Linked DNA regions of Mus musculus: regions 2 and 3 are each linked to region 1. The links are chromatin contacts, called in public HiChIP or PLAC-seq maps. All regions are on one chromosome and are shown on one strand. The core of a region is the stretch at or near the end of the contact, and the rest is flanking DNA. Distances in the headings are between cores, read along the strand shown. Region 1 overlaps Gm39606 (a long non-coding RNA gene). Region 2 has its middle 9.1 kb from the start of Gm22807. Region 3 has its middle 11 kb from the start of Gm39608.

What was found. HiChIP or PLAC-seq counts read pairs in DNA pulled down with a chosen protein or histone mark.
Region 2: a contact with region 1 is called in a FOXA1 HiChIP or PLAC-seq map of pancreatic cancer cells. The contact joins two enhancer-like sites. A contact is called at or near these places in 5 of 115 datasets of contacts at active chromatin or transcription factors (astrocytes, bone marrow-derived macrophages, cardiomyocytes and 2 more).
Region 3: a contact with region 1 is called in a FOXA1 HiChIP or PLAC-seq map of pancreatic cancer cells. The contact joins two enhancer-like sites. A contact is called at or near these places in 2 of 15 datasets of contacts at CTCF or cohesin (the NIH/3T3 cell line and embryonic stem cells), 2 of 484 Hi-C or Micro-C datasets (the C2C12 cell line and the N1E-115 cell line) and 9 of 115 datasets of contacts at active chromatin or transcription factors (bone marrow-derived macrophages, embryonic forebrain, embryonic midbrain and 4 more).

The regions. Positions count from the first base shown.
Region 1 is chr11:20,454,773-20,457,472 of GRCm38.p6, forward strand. It overlaps Gm39606 (a long non-coding RNA gene), which reads left to right. Exons shown (of 2, transcript XR_872284.2): 2 at 1-1,263. Among named protein-coding and RNA genes, the nearest start is that of Gm39606, 3.0 kb to the left of the region's middle. Within about 2 kb of position 1,284, at least 50 of the 459 cell types and tissues checked have an H3K27ac peak or open chromatin away from gene starts, as enhancers often do. A contact at or near this core is called in pancreatic cancer cells, where this site is marked.
Region 2 is chr11:20,855,603-20,858,302 of GRCm38.p6, forward strand. No RefSeq gene overlaps it. Among named protein-coding and RNA genes, the nearest start is that of Gm22807, 9.1 kb to the left of the region's middle. Within about 2 kb of position 1,334, at least 17 of the 459 cell types and tissues checked have an H3K27ac peak or open chromatin away from gene starts, as enhancers often do. A contact at or near this core is called in pancreatic cancer cells, where this site is marked.
Region 3 is chr11:20,885,908-20,888,607 of GRCm38.p6, forward strand. No RefSeq gene overlaps it. Among named protein-coding and RNA genes, the nearest start is that of Gm39608, 11 kb to the right of the region's middle. Within about 2 kb of position 1,349, at least 32 of the 459 cell types and tissues checked have an H3K27ac peak or open chromatin away from gene starts, as enhancers often do. A contact at or near this core is called in pancreatic cancer cells, where this site is marked.

The sequences.
Region 1 (2,700 bases), core at 34-2,533:
AAGACTACCTGCATTTAAAAATAAACAAACAAACAAACAAACAAACAAACAAATAAATAACATCAAACTGTAGGTAACGGGTGGCACTGTGTCGGGAAGATTTCAGGGATTCATTGAAAATGGAAGGAGGAGCCCTGAAGGATGGCCCAACACTTAGGAGGCAGAAGCAGGTAGATCTCTGAGTTTGGGGCCATTTGGTGTTCTAGGACAGCCAGAGCTAAACACAGAAAGCCTGTCTTTATGAAGACCCCTTTCCTTTGTCCTTGGCGTTTCTCAGAACTTACTGGACACTTTCACTCCCTTCCCCAAGCTGTTGCAGTTTCTCCAAAAGCTTCAGGTTCCCCTGGCTCTGGCGCACAGCTCTCAGGCGTGCAGGGATTGCAAGGCCACGCTCTGCCTCCAGAGGGCGCTGCGCCGCCGCCTGGGGGAGCGACTGACCAGGGATATTGCAAGTGTGTTTGTATGTGTTCTTTAAATACGGCGCCTGCATCCCGGGCCCCTTCCCGATTACGTTTCTTATCCTGCTCGCATCTGTCTAGTGGAGAATTTAGCCGAGCCTGAGATGAGGCTAACTTCAGCGCAGGTGGGACGAGCAGGGTTTATGCAACAATGCAGAGCGGTTCCAGAACGCCCCCGGCTAGGGTGTCCCAGACCGAGTAGTACCAACAACCATAGGGAGGACCCTGTGGGGATCGCGACCCCAGAGCCTCACGGCTCGAAAGTCATAGAGACCTCAAGACCCAATGGCCTCTGGAAGCTCTCTGGAGATACCTTGGGAGTTTCCAATTGATAACTTGTTTCAGTTCTTAAAATAAAAACAAAGCCGGGCGTGGTGACGCTTGCCTTTAAACTCCGGAGGCAGAAGCAGGTAGATCGCGGAGTTTCAGGCCAGCCTGGTCTACGCAGCGAATTCCAACACAGCCAGGGCTACACAGAGAACCCCTGTCTCAGGTGCTCAGGCATGGGGACTGGAGGTTGGGGGTACGACCCCAAACCTAAGTAGCCCAGGGAGATGTCTCAGTCACTATTCCCCAGCAGGAAGCTGCGACACTTGGAGCCTTTGGGATTGGCAGAGTTAAAATCATATAACCCAGGATGCCGTGGACTCTTTTTTTTTTTTTCCAACCCCGACGACGATGGAATTTGGAATTGGGTAGAGGGGGCTGGGAAGGCAAGAAGCTGTGATCGGGATGCATCCTTAGGGTGGGGGTCTGGAGAAGTCGGTGTTCGGTCACTGGGTGAATAATAAAAGATGCAGCCCTGCCTGTGAGCAGTTTGTGTGATGTGTTCCGGAAAGATCTAAGTGTGGCAGAGGGTGAGAGCTGAGAGTTAGCAGGCTAACCCGTGTGTAAGAGTGCCTTCTGCGCGTTCAGCAATCCCTTAATTACCTAGGGAGACCTTCCGAAACAGGAACTCAATATTGGTCCCTAAAAGGTTGGGTAATGGGTTTTCCTTACTTCTGAAATCCAAGGGGATCAATCACTGATTCCCCATGGTTCCCAGACTCTTCTGGATGTCTTTGTCTTCTAAAAATCCTAGGCTCCCACGAGAAAGCACTTAGTTAAGGATGCAGAGATGCTGTGTACCCCTCAACCTATTAATCATCCTGAAACCTTTGCTAGGAATTTCCTGCTCCTTGATCCGACCTCCTCAGCAGCGCGGCTAACTCAGACCTGGGGAGGAATGCTTAGAATTGCTCTCGCCTGTCCATCTTCTATTTACCCCGCCCAGTCTTCTGTTCACAGCCAACCCCTGGGAAGCAGGGAACTCTCTGGCTTCCCTCTCCGGTCCTGCAGTAGCCATCCTGAGATGGCACCATCTTCACAAATTGGGTTTCTGTGTTCCTTCTCCAGTGAGTGCTTATATCAAATTCAGTGCGTGCTCAGAGTGCACCAGGCCGTCTGATTGCAGCCGGCCAACACCCACCTTTTTTATCGGATGGAGCTCAGAACCTCATACAGGCTAGGAAGGCACTCTACCAGTGTGCTACAGTCCAAGCCTAGTATTTAAAAAACGTTTGTGTATGTCAGCAGTTCTCAACCTGTGTGCCGTGACCTCTTTAAGGGTCGAATATCAGATACCCCACATATCAGAAATTTACGTTACAGTTCATAACAGCAGCAAACTTAGAGTTATTGTATGGTTGGGGGTCACCACAACATGAGGGACTGTATTAAAGGTTGAAGCACGGGGGAGATTGAGAACCACTGGTGTGTGTACATATATATTTAAATGTGTGGGTATGTGGTGTCTGTGTGTTCGTGTGGGTACACATGCATGTGTGTAAGTACCTGAGGAGACCAGATCAGTGTCCTCCTCCATCACTGTCCACTGGAGACACGGCTCCTGTGAGTATCACTATGAATTGTCAACTTGACAGAACTTGGATGGAATCACCTGGCATACCTTAGAGGGTGTCTTGATTGACATGGAAGATTTTGTGGTTCCCTGGGCTTGGGTCCTGGACTACATAAACAGGAGGGAGCTATCTAATCCTGAATATCCATTCCTCTCTTTTTGCTGACTGCAAAGCAATGGGCTCAGCTCCCTGAAGTTCCTGCTGCTCCCCAACCATGATGTAAATTAATGTCACTTTTGTCAGAGCATCAAGGCAAGTAAGGAATGCAGTCTCTCAGTAAACATAATGGTTCAGCTAGGCCTGCTGACCAGAGGGCTCTGTCTTCCTGCCACCACCCCCAG
Region 2 (2,700 bases), core at 84-2,583, 400 kb after region 1:
CATCATGCTGCTAACAGTTTTCTTTATAGCTTCAGGCCAGACACCCTTTCTCCTCCCGTGTCAGCAGTTTTGATTCAGTTCTTTGAGAGAGCAGATAGCCGCCTTTTCTAGTGTGTTTGAAGTGTGCTTTTCTGAGCTATTCATAGTAAAGCTCCTTGCAGCTTCACGACTCATTGCTGGTAATGCCCCGTGCACTCTGAGGACTGTAGCTAAACCTAGACAGTCTTTTATAAAGGTTTCTTTCATATCTGTGCTCTAAGAGTTAGAAGAATTTTCCCATTAAAATGTGTTGGCTTCATGCATCTTAATCCTCTCCTGGACTCGCTTCAGTGCCAAGCCCCTGGTCTACACTCACTGTGATATCCCTTCTGTGCCTGCAGAGAAGGGCCTCGTGGGAGCTGGCAGAGTGGGCTCTCATGCCCTTCCCATCCCAACATGGACCACAAACTCACATCTAATATGTCTTTAATCAGCTTCTCCTCAGCTGGGTCCCCCAAATTCCTATCCTCAGTCCAGGAGGGCCTTACTGTGGCAGAAGCATGATGCCTGGGGACAGCAAGTGGAGAGAGAATGAGATCAACTTTCTCTCAACATATGTATGTGTCTATATTATACATGTGATGTATATGCATATATTTTCCACGGGAGAACTGTGATGTGTCCCAGGGCCCTGGACCTTAGGCACCATTGCCTTCACAGTAATCTGTGTCTTTCTCTGATGGTGGAGCTGAGATTAGAGCTGGCTGTGACAGTCACAGGGATGGGATTCTTTGTCTCTGAGTCAGAGGGCTTTGAAAAAGGTTTGTGTAGACATCTCCAGGGCAAAGTACCACGCCCATGGTGGTGGGACAGTGGTAGCTGGTATTCCTTCCCTCTCCCACCAAGGAATGATGTTCCCCAGCTTGTTATCCTCACCTCCGTCACAGCCGCTTGTGAATGGTGGGCGCCCATCCCTTCAGGAGTACATGAGAAGGACTGCTAGGTGGTCCCTGGAAAGAGCTGAGAAACAGAAGCACTTCCTTGATTTAAGGGAAAGTCAGCGGAGACACACAGAGAACATGGCTGATGGGGTGTGTCCGAACAGGACAGCAGGGACCAGCAAGCAGGGGCTCACTGGAGCTTGAGAGGGTAGAATTGGGTGCTGAGGGTTCCTGTTTGATCGACAGGTGGGAGACACCTGGAAATGACCTCAAGCAAGTACATACCCAGGAATATAGTTATGTCCAGTGGAATGAGAATGCATGTGGATTTGAATTTGTTTTATAGGTGTGTGTTTGTGTCCCGATCTGATTCATAGTTCCTGCATACTTATGCTTATTCCAGGATAAAGTCCAAACTTCCAAGAAAACATTGGAGGCACATTGAGTCCAAGACTCAGCACAGTCTCCTTTCTACATCCTCTGAACCTCTAGTGCCTAGCCACCAGTTAGACACCACCCCACCCCCACACTGGGACTCCCAGCAGCATCAGTAGCTGGCCACCCCACCCCCACACTGGGACCCCCAGCAGCATCAGTAGCCGGCCTTTATTGGCCAGTATGTTGCCCTTTATTGCTTCTCTGTCTTTTGTACAGGCTGCTGAACTCTGCTAGTCTTAGCACCTCTGCTTGCTGGTAGCCTTGGAAAATCCTATTTAATCATCACAAATTCACTCACTGCCTCTTCAGACCTGAGCTCTGATGCAGGACAAGGCAGGGCCCAGCACTGCTTAACCACCACTGATGGGCACTGAGGCCCACCTCATCTGGGCCTGCCTGAGAACGCCTGTCTCTCTGGTCCCTCAGTGAGAGAGAGCCCCTCTCAGGTTTGTGCTGTACACGGTGCTACCCATTGCAGCCCTCAAGTCCACGTCCTGTGTAAGGTCTGGTTGCACTCATGGAATGGTTGTTGCATGAATAAACGTATGTGTGGCTGCTGAGGTGGCTCAGTGGCAGAAAGCACTTGTGTGGAAATCTGATGACTTAAGTTCTATAGAACCCACTGTGGAAGAAAACTGACTCTCAAAGGTTGTTCCTTCAAACCTTCAAACTTGTGTTGTGGCATGCACATGCATACACATGCACACACACAAACACACACACACACCACACACACACACACACACACACACACACACACACACACAGAGATTATGCAAACAATAATAAATAAAATTTTGAAAATTAAAAATAAATGTATGTGCATGGATCCTATGCACAAAACAGATAAACTGGAAACGGAGAAATCAACAAGAAAGCATTGGAGGCACTGTTCAAGAAACAGTCACCAGACTAGTGGTTAAGTCTGCGCAGGGACCCCCAGCACACAGGGTAGATCTACAGGGGAGCTGGATTTTGCTTTTGCAAACCTGTGCTTTCTTGAGGAAAACAATAGTAGTTTATTTTTGTGTTCTTCCCACTGGGTTCATGCTTATGGGTGATATGTGCTTAGAATGGGGTCACAGCCCCTGCTAGAGCAACTGTACTAGGAACTGGAGGCTCAGGGCCTCCCACAGTCCCAGGGAAATCCCTGTCTGCCCGCCCGCCTGAGTGACTGCCTGCCAGCCTGTGTGCCTGTTTCATGGAGTAGAGCGGAAGCAGACGGAAAACCCCTTCCACTACACAGCTACACAGTGGGATCCAAAGCTACACCTCTGAGTTCCCACTCTTCTTAGCCACTCCACTCTTGGTGGTTTTTTCTGTCCCTTTGGTTGCTAGATTT
Region 3 (2,700 bases), core at 99-2,598, 430 kb after region 1:
TGACATTTTGCTGGAGTAGACACTTGAGAGGACACATGATGTTTGGAAAGGGTATACATATAACCCAACAGGCAGTAGATGATGCTGTGTGGTGTTGGTTCGCCTTGCCTTCTTTATTAATTATTGTTTGTCATGACTTTGTAGAGAGGAATGTACCAAAAACTTCTTGTGATATTCCAGCAGCCTCTTGCCACTTCCTCAGATCTAGGGCCAATTGGCAGAGCCTTGTGGTTTCTACTGAACCAAGCTGCCATTGCTGGTGTTTGCAAGTGGATCAAGCTACTGCTGCTGATTCCTGTGAACTGAACTGCTGGTATCCTGACAGTAAAGATTGGAATCGCCCCAAGACAATTTCTAAACAGGTCTACATCCCCCTTTTGCCCTACTAACCTGTCCTTTCCACTGCCTCTGGTGGGTGGTGGACTAGAAAGGAGGTTAAAGCATTTAAGAACTCTGATTAAAGTAGGTTTTGAAAAATCTAAGCTTACAATGAATAAATGAACACTTGAAGTACTCATGAGAAGGCTGGAGAATACTACCCCCAGGGCAGCTCTGCACTCTTGCTTTTCTGCCCTTCTGCAGGAAGAAGAGACCATTGTCTCCACCGCCCCTGCTGGGTGGGAATACAGAAGACTCATGGGTTGTTTGAATTTCACTCTGAGGTCAGCTTAATGACTTATCTATTTGTTCTTACCCCACCTCATTCCTTAAAGGATTAGATGTGGATCATAGTGCATTAGTGAAACACAAAGATAGAATATCATTAGGTGAGGGAAAGGGCCAATCAGGATAGATTGCCCAGAATTCAAAGTCACCTATGCCTGACATGTTTGCTTGACACTCAGTTTGCAGGCAGCCCAAAGTAGAAGACACAAAACTTCCTGTGAAACTGGATGAAGGAGAGTGGGACTGTGGCTGTGGGCAGTTACTGTGTCTCTCCAGACGGCTGGGTGTGGACCCAGTCTTATGGCATATTGGTGCAAAGAGTGGGGGAGGGTCAGAAGGAAGTCTGGAGGACTTGCTTTGAGAATCTAACGCCAAGTGGCTATATTTCTTATTGTATCCTGTTCTTCACACTGGACCAGTTGATGACAGTCCCCCCTCACCTTCCTATGGGAGCTCCGTCATACTCTCCGCTTACCAGGTCAGTTGGAGACACTCTCGCTGTTTGGTTTTGTTTGGTTTTCATGTGTCTGACCTAATCTCCTGCTGAGGTCCCCACTCAACTCCAGTTGACTCATCACTTGTGAACATGGCAGGCAGTGAGAGCCCAGTTCATATTCGGGCCCTTTACACACAGACAGCCATTGTTCCAGGAGTGGAGTTACTCACCAGGGCCTGCTGAGGTGGCATATCTGGAAAGGTGGATTTGGCATTCAGCCATCAGGTGGCTGTGCCAGCTTTGTTCCCTGGACTCTGGCTTACTTTAGCTGCCCCTCCCAACCAGGGATGCCACACCAAACAAGGATCCCACCCCTTAAAAAGCCAGTCATCTCTTTCCAGCAAGGAGGGGGAGCCCAGCTGTCAGAATACTCTGTATTTCTACTTCATAGAAATCTCAAGATGTTAATAAAACAGATAGAAGTGTGTGTGGGTGTAGGTGTGTGTGGGGGGTGTCAAAGCTTTGGGTATACATGGTGTTGACTAGATTCTCACTGGTACAGGGTGAGATGGTACCAGTGACAGTGGGTACCCTGTGACCTATGTGCTTCCCAACAACATGACAGTCAAGGAAATCCCCTCACATCTTTGACAGGATCTAGTTTGTTGTATTGTTTCCTGGGAGTGGCCTTGCTCATCTCTTTGAAGGTTTTAGAGGTCATGGTCTCCCAGGCTGTTCTCAAGCCTTTCGGGATAAGGGGTTCTGAGGCATGAATAGGATCTATTTTTCTGAATCTTCCTTTGGGCCCTCTCCTAGAGTCCTGGGTGGTGGGAGTGTTTGAAAGGCAAGGGGACAGGACACATAGAAGGATATCCCAGTCCATGCTCAGTTAGAATGTGGTGATGTCTCATGATGTCAGCTGAGTATGGCAAGCATGGAATCCCAGCACTTGGGAGCCAGAGGCAGAATCAAGAATTCGGGGTCATCCTCAGTTACACAGTGAGTTTGAAGCCAGCTTGGGCTACATGTCTCAAAACAGAACAAAATACCTGCGCACACACACACACACACACACACACACACACCCCAAACAACCACCACCAACGCCTGACCATGTTTTCGGAACACCATGACTACAGACTAGGTGAAACTAAAAGAAAAGACAAAAATCAAAAGACTTTAGGAGGGCAAGGTGAGTTAAAGAGATGACTCGATAGTTAAGAGCCATTGCTGCTCTTGTACAGGGCCAAGGTTCGGTTCTAGTACCCACTTGGCAGCTCACAACCATTTGTAACTCCAGTTCCAGGGGATCCAATGCCCTCTTCTAGCCTCCATGAGGACCAGGTATGCATGTAGTACACAAACATACATGCAGGCAAAACATTCAGACACATAACGTTGTGGGGAAAATTAAAGATATTTTCAGGGCTAGAAAGATGGTTAGGGATTAAGAGCACTTGTTGCTCTTCGAGAGGATCCAAGTTCAATTCTCAGCAGCCACATGATGGCTTACAGCTATCTGTAACTCCAGATCCATGGAATTAAGTGTCCCCTTCTAGCGTCTGCTGGGTACCATGCAGACATGCACATGGTATACA